Regions from separate parts of the Rattus norvegicus genome. Here region 2 is linked to region 1. The links are chromatin contacts, called in public Hi-C maps. All regions are on one chromosome and are shown on one strand. The core of a region is the stretch at or near the end of the contact, and the rest is flanking DNA. Distances in the headings are between cores, read along the strand shown. Region 1 has its middle 61 kb from the start of Gnai1. Region 2 holds the start of Gnai1 (G protein subunit alpha i1).

Region 1 (5,584 bases), core at 2,789-5,288:
ACACCACTGGGGTTGGTTTGGGCATCTGAAACCCCAAAGCCCAATACCAGCACTCCTCCAACAGGGCAACACCTACCAATAGTGCCACTTCCTATGAGCCTGTGGGGGCCATTTTCACTCAAACCATAACAATGTTCATTCACATGCACAGAGGACAATTGAAGACATTGAATATCGGGATCTAATACACTCCAGTATATCCCCTTGAGACAGAGTCTCTCCCTGAACATACAGCTAGAATGGGAGTCAGCAAGCCACAATGATTCCTCAGTTCTCCCACAATGTGTGCAGGTGTTTTACAGGTGTTGTACATGTTCCCACACCTGCCTACATCTTTACATAGATGCTGGCAATCTGAAAGCAGTTCCTTGTGCTCTTACCTACCAAAGCATCCTTCCAGGTTTCTTCCTTCCTTCCTCCCTCCCTCCCTCTCTTCTTTCTTCCTTCCTTCCTTCCTTCCTTCCTTCCTTCCTTCCTTCCTTCCTTTCTTTCTTTCTTCTTTCTTTCTTCTTTCTTTCTTCTTTCTTTCTTTCCTTCTTTCTTTCTACTGTAAAGAAAAATTTGGGTCTCAGTGGAAAACTAAATCATACTCTTTGGATTTTACTACCTTAAGTTCATTGAAAGCTATTTTAAAATTATATAAATTATCAATAATTAACAAAAATTCTCAAAAAATATTGTCTCTTGAAAAATATTTCTATGTTGACAAATTATCTCTTTATCCCATTCTCCCCTCTGCTTCTGGAAAAATAATTTTGTATTCACATTCACATTTACATAAATATCCCTGATTTATAAATGATCTGCTCTTTGATCATTAATTTCAGGCAGTTCTAATATCTGGCTGGTTCTTTTCATTTATTACAAGCTAAATAATGTTTTTAACATCTGTTCATTTTTAAACGTACATGAGAATTTTGGTTTTATTCTTTTGTGAAAATGTCATATGAGCAAGGACAAGAGAAGACATTTATTTGCTTTTTACCTAAGAGAAAAGAAAAGTAAGTTTTAAATAGGTTATTGTTTAGTCTTGTTTATCTAGTAAAAGAAAGCTTGCACTAGAAATTATAATCTTTAATATATTGTACTATTAGCTGTGGTGTGCATATATCAAATTACTGGGAAGTTTACTCATCTATTACTGCCTTCCAAGCCATTTCTTGAGAAATTTTTGCTGTCACTCATTTTTTGACTGAAATTCCATAAGACCATGCTGAATCACTTACAGATAGCAGCATCTTTTCTGATAATACCTATATTACTACATATATAATATTATACAGTATATAAAAATATAGTACAGACTTTAATAATAATTGGCTAACTAAAATTTAGAATAAATTTGAGAATTTATGATCAGAGTATTTTATTAAGTATTAAACAAACTATAAATAAAATCTAAAGCTCTTATTCTCCCTTAAACATTTTCTAGCAATACAAGTGTGTGTGTGTGTGTGTGTGTGTGTGTGTGTGTGTGTGTGTGTGTATGCCTGTGTATGCAGAGAGACAGGAATGTGTGGGAGACATTTCTGAATTCTTGAATTTTAAAATGCATGCTTTAGCTTCTACAGTGTCTTTAATAAGCACTTTTGAGATGGATTGAACATTTCCTTAAAAGTGTAATGTTGCAAATATAAAAAAAGACATCATGTAACTACTGGGTTGTCAGGGAGATGGCCAGGATGCATTAGTTGTTCCTGCAACAAATAACTCTGAAATTTGATTACCTGTGTGCCCTACTACATATTCAAAGGCCAATCAAGGATTCTACATAAATGCTTGTATCACATGTTCATCCAGATACCTACTGGCATTGCTTGAGATAGTCAGTGTTGAAGCTAATCTACAACAATCCTGCTCAACAGCTGTGCCTTTGAGGAAGGCCTTACGAACATCTTTCATTCTCTTGGTTTCTCCAAGTTACCTGATTGTATAATTCAGGGTTCTTCAGAGTTCAGAAATCAAAACTGCAGTGCATATATACCTATCTTCAGTCTATCCACCCACCCACCCACCCATCCACCCATCCATCCATCCATCCATCTATCCATCCATCCATTCATCCATCCACCTACCCATCCACCCATCCATCCATCCATCCATCCACCCACCCATCCATCCATCATCTATCTCCATACAAATATGAAATATATATGCCTATACATGTATGCATATACATACATATGAATGATATTAGCTTGTATTTTATGGAGGCTAACAAGTTGTTTGTGGTCTGAAGTTGGCAAAGTGGCAGTCTAGGATCAGCACTTGCATCTGAATGCAAGTAGGTGTCAAAGAACTGTCAGTCCATTTATTCCACCAGGCCCTTGGCTGGTGGCATATGGCCTACTCACACACAAAATCTTTACTCAGTTTGGTGGTTCAATCATATCTAGAAGCAACCTCACAGAAACACATGGAAATAGAATTTGACCAGATGCTTGGACACCATGGTCCACTCAACTTCCTTATAAGATTGGATATTATAGGGTATTCACATTGGGCCAGGTTCTTGACTTTATACATCTGTAACAACCTATTCTAAAATTCTGCCTGTTTAGGAGAAAGGAGTCTAAGAATTTTCAGTTGTACCCATTGTTCCCAGTCAAACAGCATCTATATATTTTAATAACTTAAATGTAAAGTGGGCAGTCTGTTGGCCACTTATTCACAATTGATTTTGAATAAAGGAAGAAGTATTTACTTTGCAACACAGGGTCCTTAGGATCTGTTATTTCGATGATTCTAAAAAAAAAAAGGAGGAAGGTAAAATGTTATTTCTTCTGGGAAGTCATATGTCTAGAGGGGAATTAGGACAAAAGAATGCAGATTATGTAACAAAGATAAAAGAATGAGAATATTTACTTTGTGTCTCATGGGATAAAACCAATAGGCCCTCAGGAAATTTTCATAAGTTGAATCACTAAATTTTCATAATGACCCTACTTGTAGACTTAGTGATTCCTGGTTTTTAGATAAAGAAGGCCTTAAGAACTATAGTTAGACTGAAACCATGGTCTGTTTGATTTTAAACACACTAAATCTATACCTTCTGTCATCCCTACTCGTGTTCTTTTCCCCCAAATAGCAAATACACTGTGGTAGTTTGAGTATGCTTCACCCTTGGGAAGTGGCACTGTTAGGAGGTGTGGTCTTGCCCAAGTGGGTATAGCCTTGTTAGAGGAAGTTCATCACTGTGGGGCTGGGCTTTGAGATCCTATGTTCATGTGCCTCCCAGTGGAAAGGGATCCTCCCCCTGGCTACCTGCAGGAGATAGTCCTCTCTTTGCTGTCTTTGGCTGATGACTAAACTCTTGGCTCCTTCAGCTCTGTGCCTGCTTGGAGGTTTCATGCCATGAGGAGAATGGACTGAACATCTGAAACTGGAGGCCAGCCCCAATTAAACGGTGTCCCTTAACAATAGTTGCCTTGAACATGATGTCTCTTTACAGCAAGGAGAATCTGAAGTTGATACCAGGGATTTGGATATTACTGTGATAGACGTGACCATATTTTTGTTAGGAAGAATGTGGATTGGGGACTTTCTAAAGCAGTGGAAGGCTTTAGTGGGGCTTCGTGGGCCATTCTAGTAGATGCATGGAAGGACAGTGGCTGATTTGAACTGTGAAGCTCAAGAGGTTTCAGAGGAGAAAGATTTTGGTATGTTGCCTGGAGATTGTTCTTGCGGTGTTTTAGTGAAGAATGTGGCTGGTTTTTGCTTTTTTTCTGGAGAGTTTGCCTGAGGCTGAAGTGGAACGATTCAGATTGGTTGTAGTATTTTGTTACTTGTATTTCTTTGTTGTCTTTCTTATTTGTTTAGACCACTCTTTAGACTTCTCAGAGTTCTTGTGCATGTGAGTATGTGTGTGTGTGTGTGTGTGTGTGTTTGTGTGTGTGTGTGTGTGTATATATATATATATATATATATATATATTGGTGAAACTGATCATGGGGAGTACAGTCCAAAATCTGGCCTTCACTAGACTAACTGCTATGATTAAGATTCCTGACTCACAAAATTAAAGAGCAGAATGTGTATCCATGGTGACTCCACGAATGAGTCGACACCTGGCACCGCTCACTCGGAAACATCTTGTCAGCTTCTTCAGGAAAAGCACATGAAAGAGAAACAGGATAATGCAAAATCCATTGAATAGCAACTCAAACAGAACAGAGAATAAAATCAGAACCAAATACATATCTATGTCTTGTGTCCAAATCATTGTAGAAGCAAAGCTGAACAAAATACAGTCCTTGCCTTTACAGGGCAAGGGTCTTTTGATGAGAAGAAATACATATATATGTGTGTGTGTATATATGTATTATATATATATAGTACATACATATATAGTATATATTAAGATCTGATGCTCCTTTAAGTTTTGTGTGTGTGTGTGTGTGTGTGTGTGTGTGTGTGTGTGTGTGTAGTTGCGATGCATTCCTGTGTGGTTATTCATTCATTCACAGGCACTGTAAGTTTGTGGCAGTCAGATTTTAAGCCAAATTCTACTTTGTCTTAGAAGTGAGGAGTCTCCTTGGCCTTGAACTTTCCCAAATAGGACAGGTTGGCTGGTTTTCATGCTTTTGGTGTTCCCACCATCTTGCCATCTCTGAGATTACAGACATACACTGCCATGCCTTTTATATGGATTCTGATGATCTGTACCCAGGCTTCATGTTTATACAGCAATTAATTAATTAATTAATTAATTCTTATTTCTGAACACTGAATTAGAATTATAATTTTGTTATATCTCCTCATAACTCTTACAGTCTTTTCTACTCACAATCACACTGTATTTAAAGTCAATTAAACATTTCCTGTGGTATCAAGCCAATGCCCTATTTATCTAGCCATATATAATTAATTTTATTCCAAGACATGGTCTTACTAAGTTTTTCAGGCTAGCACTTAACTCTCTATGTAACCCAGGCAGATCTTTGGCTTGTGGTCATTCTGAGGACCTGAGGAGATGGAATTACAAGTATGTACACATCATGCCCAGTGAATTATTTACTCAACCTGTTCATTTACCTTCCAATACACTGCATGTATGTGAGATCAGAAACTGTCAGCCTCCAGCTAATGCATAATAGAACTTAAATGCATACTGTTGAAAAACAGAATAAATCATTGAATGATTTAGGCCAGGGAGAAGGGAAAGGTAGCAATAATTCAGGCCCATGAATTCTGAGATAATTAAGCTGGTATGGATGGAGAAGTTTGGGAATTTGGAAGAAAACAATTAAATATGATTAAGTTTTGGGTCCTGCTGGATAAGAAAAGGGGAGAAGCAAGCAGGGCTCACATTGATGTGTTGGTGACCCTGCTTCACTTGTAGCCATTATGAGAACTGCTCAGGTTTGAGGATAGAGCCTAGAACACCAACACGAATGCGCTGGGGGGGACATCAGTCAGGGCAAGCTAAGATGGGAGGAAAAACCTGAGGGCAGAGATTTCAGTGGAGAGGAATGAACTTTTGTCATAAACTATCCAGCTTAAGAGAATTCTCTATGGAGATTTGTTCTTGTGGTTCTGTTTGCTTCAGTGGATCATGTTTCATTAGTGCCAATATTTAACTTGA
Region 2 (5,371 bases), core at 1,710-4,209, 63 kb before region 1:
GCAGTCTGATGCCCTTCAGGTCAGGAGACAAGACTTGGTCCTCTCCATTGGTTTAGGCCTGAGTCTATGTACTTAGGCAACAGTGAAACACCTCTAATTTAAATAGTAAATACTACACACCCAGCACCCATATATTTACTAATTATTTGCAAATCTTATGCAAGATTCTCTCACTTCAGATGTTTAAAGAGATGCGCTCTTTTATGAAAAGGGGTGCACTGTTTTCAATAGACTGTTTTAAATGCTCTATGCTCTAAGTATTTTTAAATAAATCATTGAGGAACAGAACAAAAGACATGAAGATGAAGTCACCCTCCTAAGAATCTAAGTGGTACTGCTGGGTTACCCAGGATACCACTTTACATCTCAGTTGACCAGTTGCCATGAATTATTAGGTGGACGATGCCACACAGTTTATTGCACACGGCCTTAAACATCGAAACTTGGACTAAAGGTCATAATTCACTGCTAAGTCTGACTTGGAGAAAAATGTTTTCATTATTACAAGAATTAAGATTTGTGAAATAAGTACACAAGGTTTTTTTTTTTTTTTCTCTTTTAAATGGGAACTGGGCTGTCAGAGAAGTGAGAGACAAGAAGACAAGGATGGACTGGAATTCTAGACAGAAAACACAGTTGTCCAGAAAAGCCAAACCTCCAAGCAAGAAACAACATGCAAAGGAACCCATTTGCCGTTTGTTTGCCTGTTGATAATTTTAGAATCCTTCTAATGCATTGATTTGGAGGAATAAGAATCATAACTCCTCCTGGAACTCATCTCTCATTAATTCACCACAGATGGTAAGAGAAATCAACTTCAGCTGTATGTTACACACTCAACTATATTTAATAATTAATCTAAAACAGGGGTTCTCCGCAGAGGTTACATTTCTGCCTCCAGGGGGCGTTTGGCAACATTTTTAGGAGATGAGAGACGCTGGGCTGCCCTCAGCAGCTAATGGGTGGAGGTCAACTCCATTGCTAGACATCCTACAACACACAGGATACACACCCCCTCCCCAGGAACAACAAAGAACTATCAACTTCAAAAATCGCCAACAGTCATAAAAGAGATGCCATGCATTCTGAAACTGGCAGAAGCGAAATTCCATTTTTCAAATCTTTCATAGGTGTCTAATTAAAAGATAAGCTGCCACTACCAGGGAGGGGTCATTTTACAACTGCTTTAAATGTGGTGGATGGCAGCTCCAAGAACTGCATTGTAACCCACAAGACCTTCTGAGCAGGTTCTCTGAAACCACAGGAAAAGAACTGTCTAACCCTTTTATCTTATGTTTATTGTAAGTCACCTGGTTCAGTATCAAGTCCTGTCTCTTCTGTAGCTAATCTTCTAAAAACACACTGACCTCATAAAAACACAGTATCTTTCTAATATAAAAATTCAGTCAATCCAATTTACAGAGAAAGATTTATGGGGGAGGCTGTGATGGGTGAAAAAAAAAAAAAACATCACCCAGGTCTTTAAAATGCAAAGTTATTTCACAGTTTGCTTGCAAAATGACTCAGATCATTATTACTTTTAGTCATGCCAAGTTTGCTTCTCCTAAGCCTACTAGTAATGGAGAAAGAACGAAATAACCACCATCTTTCTGCAGCCGTTAAACCAATGAAACAGGAGCTTACTAAAAAGCAGATTTGTGCAGTGATGTTTCCTTTTTATCAGACTGTGAGAAGAACACAAGCAAATCACTGGAAGTGCAAATGAAGATTGTAAGAAATCTATCATCTGCCCAAATACCTCAAGTGTGGGAGGAAAACAAGCAAAAGGAAACCCCGACTCACAGACCTATAATAATAATAATAATAATAATAATAATAATAATAATAATAATAATATAACCTGTGAATATTTTCCTTATATCACTCAATCAAAATCCGGATTTACTCCTTTTTTCCCCCTCCGTTCAAAAAACTGGAAGACCTCCATGTCGGCTTTCAGCAAAACAGTGTTTTAAGAATGAATAAAGAAAGCCTGGTGTGCACCTGTCAAACCTCACTGGAGCGAACACCGCAGTGGAGAGACGACCCTGTGGTGGAGAATGAGCCTTTCGCACCTGTCAGGGCTCTTTTCACCCGCGAAGCATCTTCCTCTCCTACTATGGGAGCAAACGTGAGCCAACTTTGGTGGTTTCCATCCCCCACCCAGGCAAAATCCAGCCTCCGGCGCAGCTCAAGTCCTTACGCAGGGAAAACCTCAGCGCTCTTTTTCACTCACTGAGTCGCCATATGAAGTTGACAGGCAAGATCACTGAGACCCCACGGAGGCCCCACACAGAGAGCCCCGAGGCCACCCAACGTGGCACTTTCCAGGCGTGGGCAAAGCAGAACGCCTCATGACACCTCTCACCACGGGGTGTCCGTGGAGAGAGGGTGCTTGGCTTTGTGGTCCCGAATTGTCCCTCATCTAGGGAGGGCAGAGCTCAACTTCAAAGATAGGGTTCCCACGCGTCCCGCCGCCCGGCCACACTCTGGTCTGCCCGTGAGGTCGCGCGACAGTCACCGCCCCGGCCAAGAAGCCTCCTGCGTTGTGCAAGGGCTGAGATGCCGCGCTCGCTCCTTGCTGTCCCCCGACCCGGGCCCGGTCCCCACGGCCGCGCTCACCCAGCAGCAGCAGCTTGACCTCGCGCGCCGCCTTCTCTCCGTCCTCCCGGAGGTTGCGGTCGATCATCTTGCTGCGCTCCACGGCCGCCTTGTCCTCAGCGCTCAGTGTGCAGCCCATGGTGGCCGAGCGTCGCCGCGCCCTCGGCGCCGGGGCCGGCTGGCAGAGCGGGGAGAGGCTGGCCCGGAGGCGGCCCCGCTAGGTCCTCAGCTCCGGCAAGCTGGAGGCGAGGTCTGCTAACCGATACGCCGCCGCCTCGGGCGGCCGTCCCCGCCCGCGACGCTCTACGATCCGCGCCCGCGAGTCCCGGCGACCGCTAGGCTCCGCTACCGCCGCCGCCGCCGCAGCTGCCCGTGGCCGAGCCGCAGCCGCACACAGCCCGAGCAAGCTCCGCGTCCGCGCGCCGCCGCGGCCCCGCCCCTGCCCGCCCCGCGACCACTCCCAGCGCGCGCTCACGCCCGCCCGCGCACGTGCCGTCGGACAGCGCCCCCTCCGACCGCTGCGCGCCCGCGTGATCGCCGAGCCCGGCGCTTCCTGCACGTCCCCCCCACGAGGTGCCCGGTGCGTCCGCTGACTTCTCCAGCCCCAGCCTGGAGCTCACTAGCCCCCTCCCACGCTCCGGAGACCGCTGCTGGGATCCGTGGGTACCTGTCCCTTAAGGGCGCGGGTGGGACGCTTGCCAAAGTTGCGAACAAGGGGAAAAAAAAAAAAAAAAAAAAAAAAGCAGTCCTGGGCATTTGAGCATGCCTGGCGCCTGCAGCCACGCAAGGGTTTGCAAAATGTGTGGGCTTGTGTGAAGGACCGTGAGAAATAGAGCGAAATGAGCAAGAAATGGGGCTCAGCGAAACCCGAAGTGGCGATCAGCCAAGCGGGAATCTTAATCTTGGAGTTGCCAATACTCACTTCCTCCCTTACCTTTTCTCTTTCTTTTCCTCTGGCTTTCCCTGTGATCTATGCTCACCTTCCTTTTCATAAGGGGACGCATTTTGAAGGATTTTCTTCGTAACCCGACAAAAACGTTTGACGAAGAATCAAAGAATTATTTTTAAAATGGCAAGGGCAATAAAACACACAAGCAAGTCTGCACTCTGCCTTTAGGGCACATGTAAGTTTCTCGCCAAGCTGAGTACCCATGTTTATGGCCATGTTGTGACTCCTGTGCCAATAGCCATGGCATCTGTTTTTTGCAGACCTTAGCTTCTTTGCTGGCAGATGAGCTGTTGAACCTTCCAGGTCAGGGCAAGGCCTAGATGGCTTTTCACCCAGCATGAGGGGAGGAGCATAGGTTGAAGGTTGGGCTCTCTCTTGTCAGTTGCACTGCTGATTATAGGAGAAATGTTGACTAAATAGATGAAGAAGGTACTAGGAGAGAAAATACATTCCTTGGCGAGATAAAAATCAGGCAGTTAGTCTTTGGCTCCCGTTTGAAAATCTGATTTTCAAAGAATCATTTGAAAATCTGGGGTTGGGTTCGAAGGTCTGTCTAAGCTGATGACACAGGCCCAGTAGCTTAGCTGCAGGTTGGGTCCCTCAGTGCAAGCAGAGCTTGTAGGTTGCCATTTTGTTAGAGTCAAACTTGCTGAGCACAAGATAAGCAGTGTTAAGAACTTCCTGAGCCTTTCCTAGGATTCTTTCAAAACAGAAGAAAACCCTGCACACTTTTAGGATATTTGGTCACCTTCTACCTCCTTTGTACTTCCTGGCACTGGAAATGTTCATCAGGAAGTCCAGAATTCATGAAAGTGACAGTCAACCCAATGTGAGTGAGCCATTTGCAGCTGTCAGTTGACTGCCCTTCCTCCATGGTTCAGGCCAGATGGGGAATCAGTCAGGTCTGAGGAGTGGCGAACACAGCTGCACTCCTTATGTTTGGACCAAGTGAAATTGTCAAAGAATTACATGGCTTACACCTTCCCTTTGAAAAGCTTGTCGGGGAAGTGAGAAAATAAATGAGTAGAAGAAGGGAAACCAAACTTCGAAGAGGCTGTAAAATGACGGTGTGGATGTAGGAAGGACTCTCAAGGGAGGCTGGTGGGCAAGCCACTGAAGAAGTGTGCACTGGAACACTGAACTGGTTGCCATAGCAAAGTACGGCAATCACATGGCTTCAACAACCGGCATGTACTTTATTTCTCAAGTCTGAGGAGTCTAAGATAAAAGGCCAATGGATCCAAGTCTCTCCAGTGAGGGTTCTCCTGCTGGCTAGTGCATGGCCACTTTACTAAGTGGAGAAGTAGAAGAAGGAGGCGAAAGAGAACCAGGAATGAGAGAAGAGGAAAATTCTTTCTTCTACTGTCGTTGCCCCCCTCCCCACTTTCAGGACTCCATCTCTGTCTATGTACTTCCCAAAGGTCCTCCCTTCCAGTACAGAGTGTTAGGGCTTCAGCCTAAGAGAACTGAGGAGACATCACCATTCAGTCCAGAATAGGGACTATTTTGGTTCATATGAATATCTAACTAAAAGATTAACAGAGTGTGAATAGAAGGCAGCCATTATTTTATGATTGAAATGAAGTCTGCTGAAAGGAATGTGATGAATGAAAATGAACGTTTAAAATGAAAGTTAGAAAAGAACTATAACGATTAAGGTAAAGAGTTGGACTTGATACCATGAGTGCTAAGTGTGCCCACATTCCCCTGAGTAAAGTAACAGAGATAGAAAAGGGAAAAGCTCTTTGCATCAGATGTAAAACAAATGAGTTACCTACCATCCTAACGAGTGGATGGCATTGGTAATTCAGAGATGATAAC

What was found. A called contact is a pair of places that touch in the nucleus more often than the background predicts.
Region 2: a contact with region 1 is called in a Hi-C map of the A7r5 cell line, with 2.0 times the contacts expected there. The contact joins the promoter of Gnai1 here to the enhancer-like site in region 1. A contact is called at or near these places in 6 of 12 Hi-C or Micro-C datasets (the A7r5 cell line, Schwann cells, frontal cortex and 2 more).

The regions. Positions count from the first base shown.
Region 1 is chr4:17,641,940-17,647,523 of GRCr8, reverse strand. No RefSeq gene overlaps it. Among named protein-coding and RNA genes, the nearest start is that of Gnai1, 61 kb to the left of the region's middle. Within about 2 kb of position 4,038, at least 2 of the 93 cell types and tissues checked have an H3K27ac peak or open chromatin away from gene starts, as enhancers often do. A contact at or near this core is called in the A7r5 cell line, where this site is marked.
Region 2 is chr4:17,703,649-17,709,019 of GRCr8, reverse strand. Gnai1 (G protein subunit alpha i1) reads right to left here and starts at 2,959. Exons shown (of 8, transcript NM_013145.2): 1 at 2,623-2,959. The coding sequence starts at 2,740.